Linked DNA regions of Sus scrofa: all the other regions are linked to region 1. A link is a contact called in public Hi-C and HiChIP or PLAC-seq data. All regions are on one chromosome and are shown on one strand. Each heading gives the region's core, a stretch centred on a gene start, on an enhancer-like site or on the middle of the called end of the contact. The rest is flanking DNA. Distances are from core to core; before and after follow the strand shown. Region 1 has its middle 100 kb from the start of SCARB1. Region 2 overlaps NCOR2 (nuclear receptor corepressor 2). Region 3 overlaps NCOR2 (nuclear receptor corepressor 2).

Evidence for each region. Hi-C and Micro-C count contacts between places; a contact is called where the count stands out from the background. HiChIP or PLAC-seq counts read pairs in DNA pulled down with a chosen protein or histone mark.
Region 2: an H3K27ac HiChIP or PLAC-seq map of alveolar macrophages shows a contact between it and region 1. The contact joins two enhancer-like sites. A contact is called at or near these places in 5 of 47 Hi-C or Micro-C datasets (embryonic fibroblasts, fetal heart ventricle, liver and 1 more) and 2 of 2 datasets of contacts at active chromatin or transcription factors (alveolar macrophages and skeletal muscle).
Region 3: a contact with region 1 is called in a Hi-C map of liver, with 4 times the contacts expected there. The contact joins two enhancer-like sites. A contact is called at or near these places in 9 of 47 Hi-C or Micro-C datasets (embryonic fibroblasts, fetal heart ventricle, fetal skeletal muscle and 4 more) and 2 of 2 datasets of contacts at active chromatin or transcription factors (alveolar macrophages and skeletal muscle).

Annotation. Positions count from the first base shown.
Region 1 is chr14:28,399,249-28,403,951 of Sscrofa11.1, forward strand. No RefSeq gene overlaps it. Among named protein-coding and RNA genes, the nearest start is that of SCARB1, 100 kb to the left of the region's middle. Within about 2 kb of position 1,878, at least 28 of the 83 cell types and tissues checked have an H3K27ac peak or open chromatin away from gene starts, as enhancers often do. A contact at or near this core is called in alveolar macrophages, liver and skeletal muscle, where this site is marked.
Region 2 is chr14:28,757,582-28,762,284 of Sscrofa11.1, forward strand. All of the region lies in intron 18 of NCOR2 (nuclear receptor corepressor 2), which reads left to right. Among named protein-coding and RNA genes, the nearest start is that of RFLNA, 81 kb to the right of the region's middle. Within about 2 kb of position 2,275, at least 63 of the 83 cell types and tissues checked have an H3K27ac peak or open chromatin away from gene starts, as enhancers often do. A contact at or near this core is called in alveolar macrophages, liver and skeletal muscle, where this site is marked.
Region 3 is chr14:28,665,500-28,670,202 of Sscrofa11.1, forward strand. It overlaps NCOR2 (nuclear receptor corepressor 2), which reads left to right. Exons shown (of 49, transcript NM_001044576.1): 4 at 4,093-4,220. Among named protein-coding and RNA genes, the nearest start is that of NCOR2, 25 kb to the left of the region's middle. Within about 2 kb of position 1,907, at least 36 of the 83 cell types and tissues checked have an H3K27ac peak or open chromatin away from gene starts, as enhancers often do. A contact at or near this core is called in alveolar macrophages, liver and skeletal muscle, where this site is marked.

The DNA of each region.
Region 1 (4,703 bases), core at 628-3,127:
CCAGCAGGTATTGGGTTTTGCATGTAAAAGTACACCAAAGTGGGAGTTCCCATTATGGCTCAGTGGTTAATGAATCCGACTAGGAACCATGAGCTTGTGGGTTCAATCCCTGGCCTTGCTCAGTGGGTTAAGGATCCGGCGTTGCTGTGAGCTGTGGTGTAGTCACAGATGTGGCTCAGATCTGGTGTTGTTGTGGCTCTGGCGTACGCCAGGGGCTACAGCTCTGATTAGACCCCTAACCTGGGAACCTCCATATGCCACGGGTGTGTGGCCCCAGAAAAGACAAAAAGACCAAAAAAAAAAAAAAGTACACTGAAGCAAAGGGGACAAAGAAACAGTCAAAACGGCTCTATTTGGATCTGTTAGAGCAGCAATGTCATCTGTCTCAGAAGTACAGTGGTGGACAGAGCAGGAGAGGTCCCTGCCCTAGTGGGTTTACATTCTAGCGGAGGCGACAGTGGCGGAGTAAATGAATAAGTAAGGTAACTCCAGAGTGTGACGGGTGCCAGGAAAGAACTAAAACAAGTGACATGATGAGAGGAGGTGTTTGGGGGAACAGGTGCTACTTAGATGAAACAGTGGCTCCAGAAGGGCTTCTAAGAAGTGCTGTTTCTGCTGATTCCTGAAGGATTTGAAGGGGTCAGGCAAAGAGCCCTTTGGGAACCTAGAACTGCATGTACAAAGGCCCTGAGGTAGCTACATGCAGACTAGAAGTGGGTGGGGTGTAGCTGGAGTGTAGTAAGCCAAGCCTGGTGATGAGGTTGGAGAGCTCTGCAGGGGCTGAATCAGGCTCTGGATTTTAAGCACAGTGGGAGCCACTGGAAGGTCTTAGGTTGGGCAGCAACGTGTCGCTGATTGGCTGTGTGGGGAACTGAGGTGGGGACAGGGGTGGATGAAGAGGCTTCTAGCAGGAGACACTCTATAGTTTATAAAACCTCTCTTGCTTCCTGCTTTTGCCATGGGAACCCTCAGAGCACCCCTGAGATGGCGGGGAAGTTGGGGGGCGGGGGGTAGGAGAATCAGGCCAGTTTTACAAGGGAGGAAACTGAGGGAGCATTACAAGGGAGAGAAGCCAGCCGAGCACGGCCGAGCATATTCCCTATTTCTCCTTCCTTCCTGCTTCCTAAGTGAGCCCTTTAGGAGAGGCTGCAACCTTTTGCTTTTCACTCTTAAGCCCCTGCCCCCGTACCTGCCCTTTGCAGTTTGATCTTTATTTATGTGTAAGCATTTGGTCACCCTCTGGCTCTGTCTTCCTCCTTAGACTCCCGAAGCGCATGAGGGCAGATGCTCTGTCTGTAGACTTCCCAGCGGCATCCCCAGAGCCTGGCACGGTGTCTGGCTGGTAGGTGTGCGTGGAATAAATAAACGAACTGTGGGTGAGTGGCAGTGTTGGGGGTGTGAGTGGAGGAGGAGAGAGTGCGGGGCCCGCATCCCCACCGCATCCCCCACCCCCACTTCTCCCCTCCTCCTCTTCCGTATTCAGGCCCCAGGGCCCGCTTAGGGCCTTGTTCGTTGACGGGAGTGCAGGCTTTGGCCACCAGGGGGCGCTGTGGACTCGCCCTCCGCAGGGTGGCCCTGGTCCAGGGTACAAAGACCTGTGGGCCTGCCTGAGCCACGTCTGTATTTTTGAGGCTCTGGATACATTAAGAGTAAAAAAAAAAAAAAACCCTGACGGATCAGGGCTGCATAACCTGTGCTCCCTTGTACGTTTACGCTGACCATGTTAACAGTTTCCACACATAAAGACGCCCAACGACATTCCCGTGTGAAATTGCAGGGTTTGTAAAGTTATTAATTAGCAATGTCCGCAGAGGGCAGGATTGGCTGACTGGGAAATGATTCGTTCCGTCTGGGCGGCCGGGCAAAGGACAGTACATTCAACCCTGGCTGGAGAATGGCTCCTGAGTCTGTGTGGCCACATGGCTGATCCCCCAGGGACGGGCCTGATCCTCAGCAAAAATCTCAGAAGCTCAGACAAACTCTGGGCCCTGGTGAACCAGTTCTTCTCCTAAAGCTGGTTGTTGCTGACATTTATTTTTTTTTTTTTTTTTTTTTTTTTTTTTTTTTTTTTTTTTTTTTTTTTTTTTTTTTTTTTTTTTTTTGTCTTTTTTGTTGTTGTTGTTATTTCTTGGGCCGCTCCCGCGGCATATGGAGGTTCCCAGGCTAGGGGTTGAATCGGAGCTGTAGCCACCGGCCTACGCCAGAACCACAGCAACGCGGGATCCGAGCCGCGTCTGCAACCTACACCACAGCTCACGGCAACGCCAGATCCTTAACCCACTGAGCAAGGGCAGGGATCGAACCCGCAACCTCATGGTTCCTAGTCGGATTCGTTAACCACTGCGCCACGACGGGAACTCCAACTTTTTTTTTTTTTTTTTTTTTTTTTTTTTTTGTCTTTTTTGTTGTTGTTGTTATTTCTTGGGCCATGCTGACATTTATTGAGTGATTTCTACACTGTTTTCTTTCTTTTCAAAAAAATATATTTTTTTTTTTTTTTGTCTTTTTGCTATTTCTTGGGCCGCTCCCGCAGCATATGGAGGTTCCCAGGCCAGGGGTCAAATCAGAGCTGTAGCCACTGGCCTACGCCAGAGCCACAGCAACGCGGAATCCGAGCCGCGTCTGCAACCTACACCACAGCTCACGGCAACGCCGGATCGTTAACCCACTGAGCAAGGCCAAGGATCGAACCTGCAACCTCATGGATCCTAGTCGGATTCGTTAACCACTGTGCCACGACGGGAACTCCTCAAAAAAATATTTTAAAAATATATTGTCTTACTTGCTCAGGGTATAGTCTGTCTGTCTGTCTTTCTTTCTTTCTTTCCTTTCTTTCTTTTTTCTTTCTTTCTCTATGGCTGCACCTGCGGCATATGGAAGTTTCCAGCTTAGGGGTCAAATTAGAGCTGCAGCCGCCAGCCTACACCACAGCCACAGCAACATCTGAGCCACATCTGTGACCTATGGTGAAGCTGGCAGCAACGCCAGATTCTTAACCCACTAAGTGAGGCCGGGGATTAAACCTGCATCCTCTTGGACGCTATGTCAGGTTCTTAACCCACTGAGCCGTGACAGAAACTCCTGTTTTCAACCCTTGATATGAGCTCCTCTCATTGTCCTCATAACCCAGGTAAATGCCTTATCATCGCTGTCCTCATTTTACCCATGAGGAAACAGGCTCCGAGGTAGAGTAAAAGTCCAAGGACTTAATGACTGGCAGGTGTCAGAGTCCGGATTTGAGTCTCAATGGCCAGGTCCAAGGCATGTGTTCTCAGCTACTGTCTGAACATCTCTTGTGGTTCAGTTAACCAAGACCTGTCACTGTTTTTTTTTTTGTTTTTTTGTTTTTTTTGGCCATGTCCTCAGCATGTGGAAGTTCCCGGGCCAGGGATCAAACCTGCACCACAGCAGTGACCCAAGTCACAGCAGTGACAACACCAGACCCTTAACCCCCTGCATCACCAGGGAATTCTGGGAAATGGTTTCTGTCACTAGCCGCCAGAGACCTCATCTCTAGTATCCCTTCTGGAATCAAGCTAGGAAAACCAGCTTCGAGGAACATCATTTCCAACCACAGGTACAAATGGGTGCTGCTTCTGGAGAACCTGAGATTGAAAGACTCATTCCAACCCCCAGCGCAAGCCCAACTCCATCCACAAAGAGGCTCTGCATGCCAGGCACGTGCCCAGCGTCTCCCAGATAAGCCCCCAGCAGGGGACCCTCCAGGCTCATTCCAGAGAGGTTGCGAATGGGAGGGGAAGAAGAGCAGTCCGAATAACCATTTCTAAAAATAGTGCTTGGCTCCCTCCCACCCACAACAAAACCCCAAAGAGAGGGCAAGAGAGATCCAGGAAGCCTCCCTGGATGTTTGCCAGAGGGATGGCTAAGGTCTGCTGCTTCAGTGAGGGTGGGGGCCCTTTCTCTGACTTTCCCCTCTGAGGGCTCAAGTGCCAGCTCCTGAGGGTTCCAGGCGTGTCTGTCCTGAGGGCGAAGGCCAAATGGCAGTGTCTTGGAATCTGGACTCAGAAGTGTTTCCAGATCTCCTGGGTCCATTCGTCATGAAGCCTGAGCTGCTGCAAACTTCTGGGTTGAAGAGGAAAGTGGGGGTGGGGGGAGCTTCGAGATGGAGATGTTTGTTTTTCACTTCAAGTGACAGATGTTTGAGCAATATTAGCCACGATGCACTTTTCTGCAAACTAGATCTCATGCACCTCCCCGACTTCCATTACGAAATGCAACTTCCACTCCCCCAGGGAAAACATCTCAGCAGATGGGTTGAAACAGTGTGGTCTGGAAGGCGTTCGCGTGGTGGCTGGGACCATGGCAGGCTCTCAGAACTGTGGAACATTCTTCTGGTCTCTGGGCTCTTCCGTCTGGGTCCGTGGCCCGCCCCATCTGCTCTTCCCCGGGCTGCTGGAATTTCTTCCATTTTAGGGGACGGGAACTTCCAGAAGAGACACGGATCTCTGGCCCTGCTCAGGGTATGCTCAGCCTTGTGGGCTCTGGCTGAGGCAGCAGCATCTGTTTGGGGGAAGGACGTGGTTTCTCCCATGATATCAGGCTCAGAGATTAGGTAGACGGCAGGGTTTGGAACCTAGAGCCATTTGCGGAAGAGGCCTGGCCATGCTGTATCCTTCAGGCAAGTCACTTGTGCCTCTCTGTGCATGTACCCCTCTCTGTCCGACAGGAGTTTTTTTTTTTTT
Region 2 (4,703 bases), core at 1,025-3,524, 360 kb after region 1:
TGACAAGGATGAGGCCTTTCTGGGGGCCAGTGTATTAGAGCTGAGAGGGGCTGAGTCATCCGAGAGAACGGTCTGTCCCAGACCTCCAGACAGTGCACAGGAAGCTCCCTGCCGAGGTGACCAGAGCAGTCAGCGTGGCCAGGCTGAGCCCCCAAAACCACCACCCAGAGAAGCCCTCTCACCGCTACCTCTGTGGCCACCCACCTCCCCCAACACACACACACTCTTTCGCCTCATTCCACACTCCAAGTCCATGACTCACACCTCCTGGCTTGACTTCCTGTCTTGGTCAATTTCACTTCCTAGTTCCTGCCTCCTGACACTTCAGAACGAAACTCCTTCCTTAGAAATTAGAAGTGGGGTCAGGGAATCCGGACCACAGGGAGTATAAGCAGAATGTGCTGTCTGGGGCGCCAGCATAGCATGTGCATGGGCGTGCCCCTGGTGTGCCAGGGGGCACGCCCTCCTCCTGTCTCTTCTTTCGGGGGGCGGGGGTGTCCCAGGACCCCCTGCAGGCATAAACGCTCACCCTCCTCCTCTCTTTGGGAGCTGCAGAGGGGCAGCAGAGATGCCTGGGGGACATGCCCAGTGGACCCCCAGGCCTGGATGCCCAGGGTGTCTGGAGCTCTGTTCATTTGCCAAGTGCCTCCTGCACACCTAGCAGTTTTGGGTGCAGAGACACAGCTGTCAATGAGCAGTGGAGACAAGAAGCTGATTTCAGCTGCCAGTAAGACCCCCTGACGGCAGGGTGTCTTGGGAGGATGGCTTTGGAGAGAATGGTTGGTCAAGGAAGGCTGCTGTGGGGAGTCACTTGAAGCTGAGAACTAAAGACCTGTGAAAAAGCGGCCAGGCAGGCCAAGTGTCGATGGCTGGGCAGAAGAGGTTCTGGTGGCTGGAGTGAGTGAGCAAGAGGAGAAGGAGGGAGCAGGCTCGAAGCGGGCAGGACTGGCCCTCATGCACCGTGAGGAGGTCTTTGGATGTTATTTGCAGAGCTTTGGGTCATCATTGTAAGATCTGAGCAGAGGAGTGACATGATGGGATGGGTATCCTTAAAAGCTCACCTGGCCTCCCTTGAGGAGAACGGATCGTGGGCAGCACGTCCCAGGTCCCCCACACGGTTGGAATGTGTGGCCCTCCCCTGGTGGTATGCCCGGAACCCAGGATGAGGGCTGGGGGTAGGATGTGCGACGGGGAGGGGGCGAGCGGGAACAGGAGTGCTTCAGAGACCTGTGGCCTATTGTTCCTTGGGTTTTGTGAGCAGGATGGAAAGGCTGAGGGCCAAAGGGACAAGCAGGTCAATGACCCCAGAGTTGGAGAAATCGGTCGTGACCTGGATCTCGATCCAAAGTTCAACCCAGTTAACTTTCAACCTCCTGGGAGCTGCCTGGGGCGTCCATAGCAGGTGTTTGTATGGGACGCAGGCTGACCTGGCTGTCACGGGTGTCTCAGTGAGGAAGGAAAGAGGACGCCCTAGAGAGCCAGCCCTCTAGCAACTCCAAACCCTCCTCCCACCCTCAGTGATTGGAGGTCTCATTTGCACTTAGAAGAGGCTCCTCAAATAGAGTCCCCCATCTCGAGGGCCTGGTCACCTTGGCAGCATCAGGCCGGGTTGGGGGCAGACCACAGGTGGAACCAGCACTGGGGAATGACAGCGGAAGAAGCTGTTTGCTCCTGTCTGCTGGGGTGGAGAAGCTCTGTTTTTCTGAACCCTCATCTGTTCTTACCGCTGCTGACGCCGCCACCGCCACGGATGGGGAGAGAGGGAGGGGGGGAGAGCCTGTGCCAATTTGGCCCGCCCCTTCTGAACCTGGGCTTCTGCCACACTCCCCCGCCCCGCCTGCTCCTGCGAGCCTCCGTCTGGAGGTCACATTCAGCCCTGACGCGCCTCGCTGGGTCAGGCAGCAGGAAGATCAGCCGATCCCAGGCTCTCTGTGAGGCTGCCCAGGCACTGCTACCTGACAGGCTGGGGTCTTTGGACTCTGTCCTCAGAGTAGGGAGGTGTCAGGGGTCTGGGGACTGAGCACCGGTATTGGGCACATTGGTGCCCTAAGGAGGCGAGGACGCTGTGCTTCCTGGTGACGCCTGGCACAGGGCACCGAGCACACAGCCGACAGCTTCTCGCCACCCGCCCCCATCGGCGAAGGGCACCTCGCACGCCTGCAGCTGCGGGGGGCACGGCTCAGGGGTGGCAGCGCCGGAGGAGCCCTGGGCCACCACGGCGCGCAGCACGGAGCTGCTTCCCCGCCCTTCCCGGAGCCAGCCTCCGCCTGCCGCCCTCCCACCGCCCGGCCCCTCCCTCTTCCCCCCTCCCTCGCGCGTTGGACGAGAAGGATGTGAGGCAGAGCTGAGCCGCCAGCAGACGCCAGCCAGAAGCCTTGCGGAGCCGGCACCACGGCCGCCCAGCCTCCCGCCTCCCAGCCCGCTGCTCCCAGCTCCGATCCCTGGAGCATCCTCCAAGCCGTATGTTTCCGGAAAACTTGGCCGAGGGGGAGACGCAGATGAGAGGATGTGAGTGAGTGGCTCCGGGGAGGGGATGAGGGGGGTGCTTTGTGCCACGGTGACAGGGACCCCCCCCAGGGCCGGCGACTTGGGAGTTCTAACCCGTGAGATCTCACCGTCTTTCTCTTGGCGCCCCTTCCCCTGCCTCTGGCTGTGGGGCTGGGTCTTTTCAGGAAGGAGGGAAGTGCTTGGGTCTGTGTTTGGGGCAGGCAGGTCTTGGGGGTCTTGGCTGGCACATGCTTAGAGGTGCTCTCTCCAGGTAGACAGGGTGGGGGGGGCTTTCAGCTGCGTCTAGTCCCGGTGGTCTCCAAGGCTTGGTGGGACCTATAGAGCACCACCCTGAGCCCGGCATCCTCAGTCTGGGGTTCCCAGAACCAGAACCAGAAGGAAAACTCTCCACCCCCATCGCAGGGACCCTGGCCAGTAATATTAGGACACTCACCCTAGTCCTTCACACAGCAGTTAAAGAAACTGAGGCCCCAGAGCAGAGGGGGTGGTGGAGACCCCACAGCAGTTCTGGCCAAGGCTTCTGGACCACTCAGTCCAGTGTTCCTTCACCAGTAGTTTCGGGGGAGAGCTGGGTGACCCCCCCTGCCAAGCTCCTGCTCCAGGAGTGAGGTTAATTAGGACCCTAAACCCCCCCCCCCCGCCCGAAGCCAACTCTAAGCCGCTTCTTTATTTATGTGTTGAGTTGTAAATGTCAACCTGTGGGGGGGGTCCTGCCACCCCCTGGGCCCTCGTTCCCCTCACCCCACACCCCCCAGCAGGCCCAGATGGGAGACCCGCCCTCTCCCTACCGGGGTTCCGGCCGACGTGTTTGCCTGGGTTCTCTTGGCCCCGGCTGGGGAAATATAAATAAACGCGTCCCCGTCGTCCTCCGCCAGGTTCTGTGGAAGTGGCAGCTGCTGCTGGCGCGGGCAGAAGGAAAGGTCAGGGGGCTGGGTTACACTTGATCCCACGCCCCGGCCCTCCCCTCTGTGCCTGTCCTTGAGGAACCCTGAGGAGCTGCCGAGGAGCCACGTGGCCCCATGGCCTTCACGGGGGAGCAGGTGGCCTGTCAGTCCAGCACCACCCCCACCCCGCTGGGTCCAGAGGCGGGAGAGCAGAAAACTTGGGTTCTGATGTCCACTTGGGCCCCTGGCCCATCCTACAAGCTTGAGAGTTGCTGTGATCCCTTGAGCCTTGGTTTCCCCCGTCCTAGGGATGGGAAAACAGCCATGGCCTGGACAGCAAGGATGAGAGGGAACCTGATCTTTAAAAGGCTTTGCAAACTCCAGGTTGCTTAGCCATGTGACGTGGTGGTTTGTTGATGTTGTTTTTGCTGCTGTTTTATGACTATTAGAGCCTTGTACATAGCAAGCCGTCGGCACGTTTGAATGGACGGATGGGTGGGTGGATAGGTGGGTGGATGGATAGGTGGGTGGATGGATGAATGAATGGAAACCAGAAAATACCAACACACAGACTGTCAGCCCCTCAGGCTCCCGCACCCCTGCAAAACATCAGTCGTAACCCTCCCTGCTTGCAGCTTGATTTGATTCAAGGCAAACAGCTTCAAACTTCGTTATGGGAAATCTTTCTGTCGTCCTTACAAGTCTAGCTCTGGGGCTCAGAGGCCGCTGTGTTCCCAGCAATGTGACTCAGGCTTCGTGCCTGCTGCCCTCTGGGGGCCCAGGCCTGCCCCACAGCCCCTGGGAGGCGTGAGCCTCCTGTCCGTCCCTCCAGCGGCCGTCAGGAAGGGGCAGGCCCTACCTGCTCAGGCTGACCTGGCTGCACAAAGGCACGCAGCGGGAGATGCAAGGTGTAAATATGTAGAGGCGCCAGCCTGTGCAAGGCGTGTCTGCGTATAAGCTTTGTGGGCAGAGGGGCTGACTCTGGGCTGCTTCCGGTGCATGTGGGGGGTGCCTTTGTGCTGAGCCTGGGATTTATGGCATTGAAAATGGGAGAGAGGTTGGAGGTGCAGCTCTGACTTGAGTTTGTGGGAATGGAGGGAACTTTCTCTGACTTAGGAGGGTTTGGGATGGGGTCTGCCAATTTCTGGGTGTGTGGGGGGGGTCTTTCCACATAAGGATTCTTCGAGGCTGTGAAAGAAGCTTGTGGAGATGGGGGGGCAGGGGCTGTGGTTTGGTGGAGGGGGCAAGTCCATTCCCAGCCCCTGAATCTGCCTGGAGGCCAGGGTGGGCCTTTAGGTTTTGGCAGGGAAC
Region 3 (4,703 bases), core at 657-3,156, 270 kb after region 1:
CAAGACCAAGTGGTCACCACTTTCTCCAGGTAGGAGGCTGAGGCCAGGGGTACTCGGGGGCCCTGGGCAGCTCTGAGGTTGTAGGGGGGCGTCCTTATCCTGTGTGGGGACAGCAGTGGAGCCCTGTTTCCTGACCATGCTGCCTTGTGCTGGGGTGGCCCAGCACTCCCCCGTCCCCCATTCCCCCATTTGTTATTGGGGCAAGAATCTGGACATCTTGGGGAAACTTGCTTACCTAGAGGAGCCGCTGTTCCTTGGCTGGTGGGGGATGAGTGTTTCAGCCTAATCTGGAGGCTCCCCAACTCTCATTCCAGCCCTGTGCCTCCAACCCATATGGGCAGGGTTTATGAGGTACCCCTCCCCCCCTTTTCTGAGTCTTTGGAAGACAGAGGGTGAAGGAAAAGGGAAGTTGAGGCACAGAAAGACAAGTGCCCCATCCATGGTCCAGGGGGCATCCCAGGGTCCCAGCTCCTTGAACAATAATTGAGGGAGGTCTGCTGGGATCACGGGGTGGGGCCTGGACCCAGTTATCCGTGACCTTCCCAGGACTCAGCTCCCTCCCACACACGCTCCAGATAGGCTTCTATCCAGGGTGGCACCTCCTGGCCCTGGAGGCATCTTCCCAGGCATCCTGGGCATGGAGCTGCTTTGATAGCAAGGCCTCCCAGGAGCCGGAAAGACCTCCAGATATGGCTTTAAACCCCTGTTCCTCCCATTTTGCTGAATGGCCTTGGGCTGCTCACTTAATCCCTGGGTGCAGCCATTGGCACTAGGAGCCTTGTGGGCCTGAGCATCACTGGCGAATGTCCACAAGGTGCCTGGGGGGTGGTGTCTGCATGTGGCAGTCATCTCCTTTCTCCTGGTGGGTGGCAGGAGACTGAGGAGGGTCTGGACTCAGAGACAGGCCTGTGCTTTGGCCTGCGTCATCTCTGGGCCGCCTGGTGTCTTATGCCAGTGCAGATGGAGAGTGAATTCCGGCTGTGCTTGCAGACCCTGGAAAGCCCCTGCTTCCCCTGCCCTGGCCTCAGGCACACTCCAAGCCAGTCTCCATGCAAGGCTCGCTCAGTCTCACCTGCTCCACTTGCAGAACCTCTCTGTGCCCTGTTCCCTCCATCTCTATGGTCTCCTCTTCCCTCCCCCACAGTATCAGGACCCCACATCTTTCCCTGAGGGTCCTGGCAGACCCCTGGCACTGAAGATCTCCCAGGATTGAGGGTCCCAACACACCTTCCCCTCCTTGTCTCCTTTCCTGCCTGTTAAGGTCCTTTCCAGCTCTCCACAGCCCAGCTCAATTCTGCCTTCTCCCCCAAGTTCCCTGGTACCCCCAAAGCGCCCTTGAGTTCCTGCAAGCCTCACGCTGAATGAATGTGTTAAGGTCAAAAGATGTAGGGTCTGAATCCCAGCACGGTTCCTTCCTGCTGTGTGGCCTTCGGCAAGTTACTTAACCTCTCTGTGCCTTTGTGTTAGAAGGGTGTTTAAGAGCGCAGGCTCTGGAGCCAGATTGCTCCTTCACATCCTGCCTCGGTGATGTCTTAGCTGTGAAACAAGTGGCCTTAGCGCCCCGTGCCTCAGTTTCCCATCGGTTGAGAGAGGGTGGTTAGAAGACTGTGAGGATCTAGTTGATTGTGCGGAGGCTTCCGCATGCACGTTACAGCGCAGTGATGATGATTCTGATGATGCTGGCATGATGACAACCTGCCTGTTAAGGTCCTTTTCCAAATGGCCCCCAGGGTGCACTGTGGGCTTTTCCTCTAGAAGAGGGATTGGCAAATCTCCCCTGGAGATATTTCAGGCTTTCCGGACCACGCAGTCTCTGTCACAACTCCTCGGTGCTGCCACCGTCCTAGCGCGAAAGCAGCTCAGCCAACGCGGACAGGAATGGCCGTGGCTGTGTGCCAGTGACACTTGACGCAATGGGCTGAGCCTGGCTTTGGCCTCGGGCCTCGTTTGCTGACTCCTGCCCTAGATCAGTGTTTATCAGACTCTGTGGGAAGGACCAGTCTGTTTCATTTCCACTTTGTCACAAACGGATACTTCTGCACGTGACCCTGTTCTCGGGTGTGGGGACGCACGCTGGCCATGCACTGGGATGCTGCGGTCTTGTCAACACGCTCTCAAGTAGACTGAATTCTCTCGACTTCCCGCTCCCCCAGACCAAGCGTCACAGACCCAGGAGGCTGCCTGGACCACAGGGGGACAAGTGCCCATGTAGAGGGAGCAGACGGGGTTGAAGTGCTTTGTTAACTCTAGGAGGGTTCTCATGCTTCCGGCCGGAGCGCCCGGAGTCTTTAGGCTGTGACCACAGTGAACCCCACTCTGGGTCTGTTTCTCCTTTGGGGTCTCCCCAGTTCTTGGCTTCCTGTGACCCTCCAGGGGGTCCCTGGGGTAGAGGTCAGTGTGGGTGCTGCAGAAATGGCCCCTAAGATGCTCCTTGGAGGGGCTGTACCATGAGCTCATCTTGCCTGGCTCCCACACTGGGAAACCACGGCCAGAGGGTTCAGACCTCTGCCTTGGGGCTCCTGGGGGCCGTGTGCCTTTTCCCGTTTCGACTGGCCATGGTGGGTGCCGTCCTCCCGAGGTCCTCTCCCCAGGGATGGGGCTGTCTGCTTCTCTGCCGCTTTGTTCACTTTGCTTTTGTGTGAGAGAGAGTCTTGCTCCCTGCAGACTGCAGAGCTGCCCGCTTCCTTCTCACACCCCTGCATGCGTGCGTGCATGCACACACCAGAGCTGTGCCTGGCAACCTCTCTCCAGCCCTTCCTCCTTCCTTCGTGAGCTCTGGGTGCCTTGTGTTAGACATCATGGGGTGTGGGAGAGGGCGCAAGCTGAGCCCTTCTCTGCCTTCTGGAAGCTGCCCTCCGCCTTGGGGGCCACCTTTGGAGAGTTAAGAGGGATTTGTGGTCAGGGGCACAGAGGCCTAGGTGGGGCATACATTTCAATGATGGGGAAACCGAGGCTTGGGGATTTGACTGATGGACAGATACCTCTAGCCTAAGGCCTTGCATCTTCTTGCTTCCACATCAGGGCTGCCCGGGAAGGCCCTTCCCTTGACATTTCCAGCCTCTGGGCTTTGACAGGATCCCTGTTGATTCTGCTTACTCATCCTCCTGCTTCCCAGCCTCTTACAAGCTTTGGTTTTGGAGGGTCTGAAACATACATTCTAACACACCTACGTGGTCTCGTCTAATTCTCTTTGCAGAAATAACTGCTTAAAAAAAAAAAAAAGCCAGACAGCAAAAAGATGACTGGATTTTTATGGAAAATTGGGAGAATTAAGAAAGACGCCAAGAAGAAAATAATCACCTACAATCCCACGCTCTCCCAAGCCTTACTCTTGTCAGACATCACTAATTGATTGCCACCCCGCAGTATAACTGAGTGTTCTTGGCAGACAGGACTAATCGATTTGGACTGGTACACAGGGGAAGCCTGTCCTGTTTTCTCCTTTGAAAGGGTGTTTTTTTTTTTTTTTTTTTTTTTTATGTGTCTCAAATCAGAATGTAGTTGCTAAATCAGGATACATCTAATTCGTTAGTGTTTAATTTGTCTGCAGATGATAATGGATATTGGATAGCATTTTACTGAAAAGGGGAGTTTTGCCTAAGGTTATCCTTCTGACTTTGATCTGTGTATGTGACACCAGTGTGTGGGTTCTCCTCCTGCAAGACGGGGGACTCCCACAGTGGCATTTTGTTTTGGAACCTGGTCTTTGAGCCTCGTGTCGCCTTGTCCACAGTCCCCTGGCATGGTTCCCCATGTCTTGCTGTGTCACTTGCGCCTGTAGCAGACGTACAGGTCGTACCTTTTCCCGGTTGTCTCTGCTAACATGCAGGCTCAGTCATCTCATCTGCAAAGAGGCTAGAACGTGGAGGCTGTGGCAGGACTGGGTGCCCCTTAGCTGAAGGTGACCCTTCTCCTTGTTGAGTAGTCCCAGGAATGTCCTCTGGCCAGACCCAGCCTGAGGGCCCGGTAAGGATGCTGGAGGGTCCCCGGGGTGCAGGAGCAGTGCTGGGCAGGGGGCTCTGGCACCTCCTGGCTGTGCGGCCAGCCTGCAGGGGTGTGGATGCTCACTGGCCTCCCTGTGCTCTGCTGCAGGATGTCGGGCTGCTCGAGTACCAGCACCACAGCCGTGACTACACTTCACACCTGTCACCCGGCTCCATCATTCAGCCCCAGCGGAGGAGGCCCTCCCTGCTGTCTGAATTTCAGCCCGGGAATGAAAGGTGAGATGGGGCCCACGCATCCACTTCTCAGACGGGGACGTGGAGTCCTGTGCCCACAGGGAGCTTGCAGGGTTGGTGTTAAACAAGGGGGTGGCAGGCTGTGCCCTGGTCCTTGTGCAGCCAGGATTGGGGCGAGGATGGGGAAGGGCAGGGAAGAGCCACACGGCCCTCGGGTCTGCAGTGGTCTCCAGGTGTGTGGCCCAGACAGGAGTTTAGGGCCTGACTTAATCCAGTATGATATCATCTCAGCTAATTACATCTGCAAAGACCCCACCTCCAAATAAGGTCACATTCTGACGTACTGAGTTAACACGAATGTGGAGGGACTCAAACCTACTATGGTGCCTTTTGCATATTTAAATGAAGAAGCCACGTGCTCCTGCCAGGCCTCTAGTGATTGTGAAGCTGATGGCTCTGAGCTGGGCAGAAGGGGCATCTTGTGACCTGGCTTTGGTGAGAGAAATGGAAGGAAAGGAAAGCATT